2 separate regions of the Pan troglodytes genome follow, and region 2 is linked to region 1. A link is a contact called in public HiChIP or PLAC-seq data. All regions are on one chromosome and are shown on one strand. Each heading gives the region's core, a stretch centred on a gene start, on an enhancer-like site or on the middle of the called end of the contact. The rest is flanking DNA. Distances are from core to core; before and after follow the strand shown.

Region 1 (4,776 bases), core at 792-3,291:
AAAACGGAGAATATGAGATACTAAAGAGGAGGCTACTGTGATAATCCAGGTGAGAGATTGTGGTGGCTACGACAGGATGGTGTTCCAAAGCGGTGAAAAGTGGTCTCATTTTGGATACACTTTGAAGGCAAAGTCATCAGAATTTCCTTACAGATCAGATGTGGGGAGGGAGAGACAGAGAGAGGAGATGGTGGGGGCAGGGAGAGAGAGGAGTCTAAAGTTTATCTTGAGCAAATGAAATGCTACTAACTGAGACAGGGAAGGCAATGGTGAGAGAAGCAGGTTTGGAGGGAAGGTCAGGATTTCTGTTTTGTACATGTTAAATTTGAGCTGTCTGTTAGATTTCAAATTGGAGATGCCAAATAGGCAGTTGAATATAAGAATCTGGATTTCATGGAAGAGATCAGGGCTAGACTATAAAGTTAGGAGTAGTCACTCAAGGATGGTATTTAAACCATGAAACTTGCCAGCACCAGAGAATATTTGAAGAGGTCAGAGGACTGAGGAGAAGAGGTTGCAATAAGAGTCAGCCAAGGATACTGAGAAGTGAGGTGGCAGTAAAACAGGAGTGTTGATGTCTTAGAACCCAAGTAAGGATACTGTGGCCAGAAGGCCACTATTCAATTGTGTCAAATATTGCTTTAGATGAGATCTGAGAAACGGATGAAGCACCTCAGAGGTCAACACTCCCTCCCTAGTGAGAAAACATCAGACGTCTTTCAATTCATCTCTCTCGCTCTTTGGCTGCTAAACAATGTGTTTTCTGCTCATAACACTTCCCATTCGTTTTTCAGTTCTCAGCTTAAAGGTCCTGCTGCAATCGGAGAAGCTTCTCAAGACCAATGCTATTGTTACCAGGGAAACGATACTTTATCATGGAAATATATTATTCTAAGAGTCTACTTAATTGCCTCTCTGCTGGGCTTGACTGTAAGGTCCTTAAGTTAGACGTGCCTGTGTTGTTTACTTCTGTACCCAAACATTCGATAGAATTCCGAGCATAGCGCAAAGCTCGTAGTGGGTATCCCATAAATATTTACAAAACCAATGGATACATGCTAGGAGCACTTAGTGGCACGATCGATTACTGTTGGCCTAACTTCGGGCGTGTCTAGAAGGGAGTGCCTAAAACTAGGAGTGGGCGCGGAGGGCTCTAGACAGGGTTCAGTCTCCTTTGCAAGTGTAATACGGGACCCGTTGTTGACTCGAAGCAATTCCCCTGCCAGACACTTTTTAGCTGTCCACCCCGCCCCACTACTGGCCACTGTCTTCCTCGGACCTCATCCCAGACACTCACCCAGCCGCGTGGTGCGTTCCCGCGGCGCCGCGGGCTTGTCCCCAGTCCCATGCTCGGCCTCGAGTTCCTCCTGTTGCTGCCGTGCTTGCTGCAAAATCCGTCGGCTCAGCCGGGGCCCCACATACTCTTCCTCCGCTTCTCCGGTCCCGCGACCCCGCCGCTTCTCCCGGACCCCCGCCCGCACCGCATTCCCAGCCAGGATCTGATCGGCCAGGGGCGCATGTTTTTCCTGACCCCCGACCCCACGGGCCGCCTTGAATTTGGGCATTTTTCTCGAAAAAGTTGCCGGGAAGGATCGCACGTGGGGACTGAAGAAAGGCCAGGATGCGCTTGCGCGGTGGACTCCCAGCGCCCAAGAGGCCGCCCGGCGATCACAGTGCCCCCTAGCATTCGGAGGCCAGAAGCGCCATCAGCGCCGCCCCTCCCACTAAAAGAGCTCCCGTTTTCCGGAGCTGGACTCCCGAATATATTCACTGCCTTTAACGTTAGCTTCTCTCAATAGTGCAGTCTTTGAGTGTCGCTCTCCTAGCTTCATGGATGTAGGCCTAGAGTGCTCAGCCAAACGGGAATGTCTGGATTTAGAAACCTCGGGGCGGGAATCCGCAGATGATGTCAGTGGAGGCGTCACCGAGGGGTGCCGAGACACGCCCCATTCCTTGGGGAAGGCGTGAACCCGGCGCTCTGTTTTTACGTATTTCCGGAGTCCCTTCTGAGACAGAAGGTTGTGTTGGGGAACTGAAGCAGTTTCTGTGGGCGGACAGGGAACCCTGCGTTTCTACTGTGTGATTCTGCCACCTTCCTGGCCCGACGCCATGGGAGTGACTTGGTAGGACTGCAGGGGGTTTTGTGGGGCGGGGCTTGGAGTTGTGAAAGGCCGGAAAGAGGACCTTGACCATGGTCCGCCGTCCTCTGGGAGCTGAGGGAGATATCCTCGGGTTGTGTGGATGAGAGGATGCCGTGCGGGCTGCGGGTTCCCCGGGCTTGTTTCCTCAGAGATGCGCCCCTTCCTCTTGGAAGGCGGGAAAGCAAAGGTTTTTGTTTTGTTTTGTTTTGTTTTTTAAGACGGAGTCTCGCCCTGTCGCCAGACTGGAGTGCAGTGGAACGATCTTGGCTCACTGCAACACTCCGCCTCTTGGGTTCAAGCGATTCTCCTGTAGTCCCGAGTAGCTGGGACTACAGGCGCCCGCCACCACGCCCGATTACTTTTTGTATTTTTAGTAGAAATGGGGTTTCACCATATTGGCCACGCTGGTGTCGACAAAGCAAACTTTTTATCCCAGGAACCTATCAATGGTTGTATACCTCATTCTCTTCTGGATACATCTTCCTTCCCGTGAGGCCACAGTACTGCCTGCAGTGGGACCTCAGGGTTGGAAATAGGGTCTTTGGACTATGACCCACCTGCAGACAGGGTTGGAGGGAGTGGGCCATAAGCAATCAGGAGATAGTATTTTTTAAGATTTTCGCCTGCTCTTCCCTCAGCCATCAAATACAGTTAGACCCGCTTGTGTCTGTTTCTAATTTGCTCATTTTAAGATCTTGGGTCTAGAGGAAAAAAGAGGGTATTGATAATAAGGAGATCATGGTTCCAGGCACTTTATCTCTTTAGGACCCGTTTCCCACTATGTTTAATTCCATGGTTGGTCTAGTTTCAATGGAGTTTTTATCTTTCATATGTTTTAAGTCTCAGTTGAAAGAAGATGAGGTGGCAGGGAAAGGTATGGGTCCAGTGCTCGTGGAGGCGTTAGTTGTAAGGTGCCAGGTCCCAGAACATTTTTTTCTTATCTCAGTAGACGTGAGCATTTTTCCCGTGGGAGAAACCCGGAGGCCAGGATATTTGAAGCCAGTGGATATAGGCTTCTCATACAAAAGCATGTGTAGGGGAAATACTTTTCCTCCTGGTAGCCCAGGTTCTTGCAGGTTTCTCAGTGATTACACTCTTGCTTCCTACGATTGACACGATCCTCCTGTGTTCCTTAATGGAAGCAAGATATGTGAGGAATGGAAATGGAAAGGATGCAGCGTAGAACCCTGGAACCCTTGCTCTTTCTTTTTTTTAAAGAAATAGAAATGGGGTCTTGCTGTTTTGTACATGCAGGTCTTGAATTCCTGAACTCAAGCGAGCCTCCTGCTTTGGTCTCCCAAAGTATTTGGCGTTATAGACATGAGCCACCGTGCCCAGCCACCCCTGCTCTTTAAATGGAGAAGGCAGCTCCAGGAAAAGGGCTCTCTGTTGGCCCCCTTATCAACGTTTTCAGAATCCTAGGACTTCTGTCACTTGTAGCGTCAGTTTAGGGATTCTTTTGTATTTCAAAATAAGGCACATTAGCAACATCGTTTATCAGTGTTTTTTCTGATAGAGTAGTGACAATTTTTAGCAACAGAAGGACTCTACCTTAATAGATTCATTTAGTTGATCATAAAGCAATGTCATCTATGACTGGTTTCTTGATTTCTATATAGCTAAGTACTGCTTGTACTATTGTTTATTAATTTTTTAATTGATCTTTTCCTTAATGTTTTAACAGGCACTACATCCTTATACAGGCAGTCTAGTTAGTGGTTAAGAGCATGGACATCAAGCCAGGTTGCTGGGCTTTGAGTCTTGAGTGTACCACCCATTAACTGTGTGACCTAGTGCAAGTTATTTAACCTCTTTGTGCTGTACTTAAGTTTCCTCTTTTTTTTTTTTGAGGCAGAGTCTCACTCTGTTGCCCAGGCTGGAGTGCAGTGGCGTGATCTCGGCTCACTGCAAGCTCCGCCTCCCGGGTTCATGCCATTCTCCTGCCTCAGCCTCCCGAGTAGCTGGGACTACAGGCGCCCACCACCATGCCTGGCTAATTTTTTTGTATTTTTGGTAGAGACGGGGTTTCACCGTGTTAGCCAGGATGGTCTTGATCTCCTGACCTCGTGATCTGCCCGCCTTGGCCTCCCAAAGTGCTGGGATTACAGGCGTGAGCCACCGTGCCTGGCCAAGTTTCCTCTTTTTTTTTTTTCTTTTTGAGATGGAGTTTCGCTCTTGTTGTCCAGGCTGGAGGGCAGTGGTGCGATCTTGGCTCACTGCAACCTCCGCCTCCTGGTTTCAAGTGATTCTCCTGCCTCAGCCTCCCATGTAGCTGGGATTACAGGTGCACACCACCATGCCTGGCTAAGTTTTGTATTTTTGGTAGAGACAGGGTTTCACCATGTTGGCTAGGCTGGTCTCGAACTCCTGACCTCAAGTGATCCGCCCACCTCGGCCTCCCAAAGTGCTGGGATTACAGGCGTGAGCCACCACGCCCGGCAGTTTCCTCATTTGTAACAAGTTGATAAATAACACACCTTCATAGGACTATCGTGAGGATTTGGAGAGTTAATTCATCTAAAGGCCTTAGGATGCAGTCTGGCACGTTGTTGGTTGGCAGTTGGTTACCTACCACTCTAAAGGGGAAGCCACCATAAGAGGTTCACTCACCATAGGAGGAAACCTTAGAAATAAC
Region 2 (4,776 bases), core at 1,233-3,732, 300 kb before region 1:
CGAATCATTCTGCCTCTTCTTTCGTTCTCTTGCCTGCAAAATAGGGTAGTAATAACTATTTGTGGGGAGAAAAAAAAACAACTTTATATTTGTACACTTCTTTATTTGGATGCTATAAAATATTCTCATAAACTTGATCTTTTTATTTTTAATCTTCTCAACAACCTTGTGAGGCAGGTGAGGTAGAAACTTAATGGCACAAATAGTGGATGACATCTATAGTGTATCATTACATGGCAGTATTGTACTAAACACCATACATTGGTATTGCATTGAATTCCCAAGCAACTATTGGAAGCAGGAACTACTGTTATCTTTTTTTTTTTTTTTTGACATATGAGCAAACTGAGGCTGAGGGTAAGGAAATAACTTGCTCAAAGTCACTCAACTAACTGGTAAGCCTGGGATTAGAAACCAGATCTGATTATAAGGCTAGAGTTTTCCATTAGGCTAAAATGCATATGTGAAAGCACTTTGGGGAAATAAAGCTTAGAAATGTGAACAAATGGGCCAAGTGCAGTGGCTCATACCTGTAAAACCAGCACTTTGGGAGGCCAAGGTGAGAGGATTGCTGGAAGCCAGGAGTTTGAGACCAGCCTGGGCAACATAGCAAGTCTCTGTCTCTACAAAACAATAAAAATAAAATAAAAAATGGTCGCAAACACCTGTAGTTTTAGATAGTCCAGAGGCTGTGGTGTGAGGATCACTTAACCCCAGGAGTTTGAGGCTGCAGTGGGCTATGATCAAGCCAATGCTCTCCAGCCTGGTCAACAGAGCGAGACACTGTCTCACACACACACACACAAAAGACAATATAGTATTATAGAAGCAGACTTTAAGATGAGGAGAAAGTAAAAGGAAAAATAAAAATAAATTTTTAAAGATTTGCACAAATGGAATAAGTTTTTTTTTTTTTGGAGACGGAATCTCGCTCTGTTCCCTAGACTGGAGTGCAGTGGTACAATCTCAATCTCGGCTCACTGCACTCTCTGCCTCCCGGGTTCAAGAGATTCTCCTGCCTCAGCCTCCCAAATAGCTGGGATTACAGGTGCACACCACCATGCCTGACTTTGTATTTTTAGTAGAGACGGGGTTTTGCCATGTTGGCCAGGCTGATCTTGAACTTCTGACGTCAGGTGATCCACCCGCCTTGGCCTCCCAAAGTGCTGAGTGCTGGAATTACAGGTGTGAGCCGAGCCACTGCACCTGGCCTTTTCTTTTCTTTTCTTTCTTTCTTTTTTTTTTTAGACAGAGTCTCATTGTGTCTCCCAGGCTGCAGTGCAGTGGCACGATCTTGCCTCACTGCAACCTCCACTTCCCGGGTTCAAGCAATTCTCGTGCCTCAGCCTCCTGAGTAGCTGGGACTACAGGCACACAACGATGACACCCCACTAATTTTTTGTGTTTTTAGTAGAGATGGGGTTTCACCATGTTGGCCAGGCTGGTCTCGAACTCCTGACCTCAGATGATCCGCCCACCTCAGCCTCCCAAAGTGCTGGGATTACAGGTGTGAGCCACCGCACCCAGCCTGAAGAAGTTTTTATTACAGCAAATCCCAGTTATACATCTTTTTACTTGGAAAAAATTATGGTGGACATTAATAATTAGACAAAACACTTTGGCTTGTTGTAAGTGAAGCTAGCCATTGTAAATTCCTAAATACTAGAGTAACATAAGGAAATGAATAATTTAGAAAGATCAGTAGGACAGCGGTATACAAAATGGTTGGAGCACAGGAATTCCAATTGGTGTGGGGAAGGAAGAAAGGATTAAGAACCATAATTAGAAAGCCGCTGCAATAAGGTAACTGAGTGGCAACTGGACCCAACGGTAGTGGCCGACTTTTCTTTTTCTTGTTAAATATAGATTTTGTTAAAATTTTGAAAAATGCAAAAAAAATTGAAAAATGCAAAAATAGGAAAATAAATCACCCATTATTCCAGTACTGAAGTAAATGGTGTCAATACACTAGTTTCAGTCCGGGCTTTGTGGTTCATGCCTGTAATCTCAGTCCTTTGGGAGGCCAAGGCCAGAGGATCACTTGAGGACAGGAATTCAAGACCAGCCCACAAAATAATGAGAGCAATATAATGAGACCCTGTCTCTACAAGAAAATTTAAAAAAAACAAAAAATTAGTCGGCTGTGGTGGCACGCACTTGTAGTCCAGCTACTTGGGAGGCTGAGGCAGGAGGATCACTTGAGGCAGGAGTTTGAGGCTGCAGTGAGCTATGACTGTGCCCACTGCACTCCAGCCTGGGCAGCCGAGTGAGACTCAGTCTCTAAAAGGAAAAAATAAGTAAATAAATAAATGTGTGTGTGTGTGTGTGTGTGTGTATACACACACAACAATTTAAAGGTGAAAACATTAATAGGGCTCGGTAACTATCCAGACACTGGCCGGAGCAAAACCAGCCTCGGCCAGCCAACTGTCCCGCCCCCAAAAAGCACAGGATCATGTCTCTATGGTTGTTCCGGCGCCGGAACATGAGGATGTACTCTCTTCTTTTGCGGAACTCTATGGTCTGAGGACGCCGCTGTAACCCCGGAAGCAATCCTGAGAGGTCGGGACCGGCAAGATGGCGGCGCGGACAGCGTTCGGGGCTGTGTGCCGGCGCCTCTGGCAGGTACTGGATTGGCTAGGGAGACTAGGAGGGCTGACCGGGATAGTTGCTTTTAAGTTTCCCTGCCACCAGCCGCTCTGCCCATCAGGATTTTTCCTGATATTTATCCCTCACCTCGCGCCGTTTACAGGAAAGTGACGAGAAAGGGGCTGGTTTTATCAGAATTCTCTCATGGAATTAAATATAAGTTAGTGAGTCCAGGCAAAGATAGGAACAAGAATAATCGTAGAATGTCAGAGCTGGAAAAGATTTTGTACTTCGTATGTTCCAAAACCCCTCCTTTCACGCTTGCAAAATAAACTGAGGCTCAGAGAAGACAGGAAATTTGCCTCGCGAAAATTAGAGGCTGAGCTGGTGCAAGATCTCAGACTCTTCCCATGGAACTAAATTGAGATGCTTTCCTGGCATCCAAATTTAGATGAAGGTCTCAAGCCAGAGGAGTGGGTTAGATATCCTCTGCGCAGTTATTTGCAGGAGGAGCAAAAACTTTTCAGCAGCGGTTCTCCTGCTTTTTGGCCTTGGGACCACTTTACACTTTCGGAGTTCAGGACTCCAGAGAGCTTTTGTTTTTGTGGGTTTTTGCTATCTATATTTAGCTTTTTGGAAAATAAAACTTAAGAATATATATTGACTTAAAAGTAACACTAACTCATTACATGTTACAACTAATACTTTATGAAAAATATATTTTCTGAACAAACTGAGTAAGGAGCAGCAATGTTTTACATTTTTGCAGCTCTCTTTAATTTCTGGCTTAATAAAAGCTAGATTCAAATCTGCTTCTGTATTTAATCTTTTCCTATATCACACCTCAGGCTGTCACGGGAAAACTTCACTGTACACTGGTAAGAGAATGAGTGGAAAAGTTGTAAATGACGTTTTGGTTTTATGAAAATAGTTTTGATTTCCCGGATCCCCTGAAAGTGTCTCAGACCCCACAGACGTCCTCAGACTACACTTTGAGACCACCGTTTTTGTTTTTGTTTGAAGACGGAGTTTCGCTCTTGTCGCCCAAGCTGGAGCGCAATGGCACGATCTCGGCTCACTGCAGCCTCCACCTCCCGGGTTCAAGTGATTCTCCTACCTCAGCCTCCCGAGCAGCTGGAATTACAGTCATGCGTCACCATGCCCAGCTAATATTTGTATGTTTAGTAGAGACGGGGTTTCACCATGTCGGTCAGGCTGGTCTCGAACTCCTGACCTCAAGTGATCCGGCCGCCTCGGCCTCCCAAAGTGCTGGGATTACAGGCTTGAGCCACCGCACCCGGCCTGAAAACCACTGTTCTTGAGAAAAGTCAGATGATATTAGAGATTGAAATTTTTGAACTGCTTTATTAAGACAAATTTACCCAGACAGCCCTCCCTTCCAAACCACCACTCCCCCAACACACACACACACACACACACACACACACACACACACACACACACACTCTCTCTCTCTCTCTCTCTCTCTCTCTCTCTCTCTCTCTCTCTCTCAAGAAATACAAAGAAAAAATGCAATTTAAAAACTTCTTGGCCGGGCACGGTGGCTCACGCCTGTAATCCCTACACTTTGGGAGGCCGAGGTGGGCGGATCACGAGATCTCCTGATCAAGACCATCCTGGCTAACATGGCAAAACTCCGTCTCTACTAAAAATACAAAAATTAGCTGAGTGTGGCGGTGGGCCCCTGTAATCCCACCTACTCAGGAGGCTAAGGCAGGAGAATTGCTTGAACCCAGGAGGCGGAGGTTTCAGTGAGCTGAGAATGCTCCACTGTACTCCAGCCTGGGCGACAGAGCAAGACTCTGTCTCAAAAAAAAAAAAGAAAAGAAAAGAAAAAAAAAGAAAAGAAAAAGCAGAGGTTTATAGTGGGAGAATGTGACTGAGAAGTGTAATATTCTTGCTCCTCTTGCACAATTCGATTGTGGGGTCACTGGTGTAATTGTTGGGAGGGAATTTTCTATGCAATTTTGTCCGAAGAATGGCACATACCTCTTACCACTTTGTGTTGTACCTGATTTCCTTTTTCCTTTTCCCCTTTGGTGCAAAGAAGATTATAGAGTTATGATTTGTCTCTATCTTGGGTAAGGAGAGGAAGGACAATAAGCTAAGAATAGGCTTTTAAAACGTGGCTAGGTGGTGGTTCACTCCTGAAATCCCAGCACTTTG

What was found. HiChIP or PLAC-seq counts read pairs in DNA pulled down with a chosen protein or histone mark.
Region 2: a contact with region 1 is called in an H3K4me3 HiChIP or PLAC-seq map of stem cell-derived excitatory neurons, with 9 times the contacts expected there. The contact joins the promoter of MRPS10 here to the promoter of MED20 in region 1. A contact is called at or near these places in 1 of 7 Hi-C or Micro-C datasets (induced pluripotent stem cells) and 1 of 1 datasets of contacts at active chromatin or transcription factors (stem cell-derived excitatory neurons).

Annotation. Positions count from the first base shown.
Region 1 is chr5:47,802,020-47,806,795 of NHGRI_mPanTro3-v2.0_pri, reverse strand. MED20 (mediator complex subunit 20) reads left to right here and starts at 2,041. Exons shown (of 4, transcript NM_001246490.1): 1 at 2,041-2,123. The coding sequence starts at 2,110. It overlaps BYSL (bystin like), which reads right to left and starts at 2,058. Exons shown (of 7, transcript XM_016955476.3): 1 at 1,298-2,058. The coding sequence starts at 1,565.
Region 2 is chr5:48,104,450-48,109,225 of NHGRI_mPanTro3-v2.0_pri, reverse strand. MRPS10 (mitochondrial ribosomal protein S10) reads left to right here and starts at 2,482. Exons shown (of 7, transcript XM_518474.9): 1 at 2,482-2,625. The coding sequence starts at 2,578.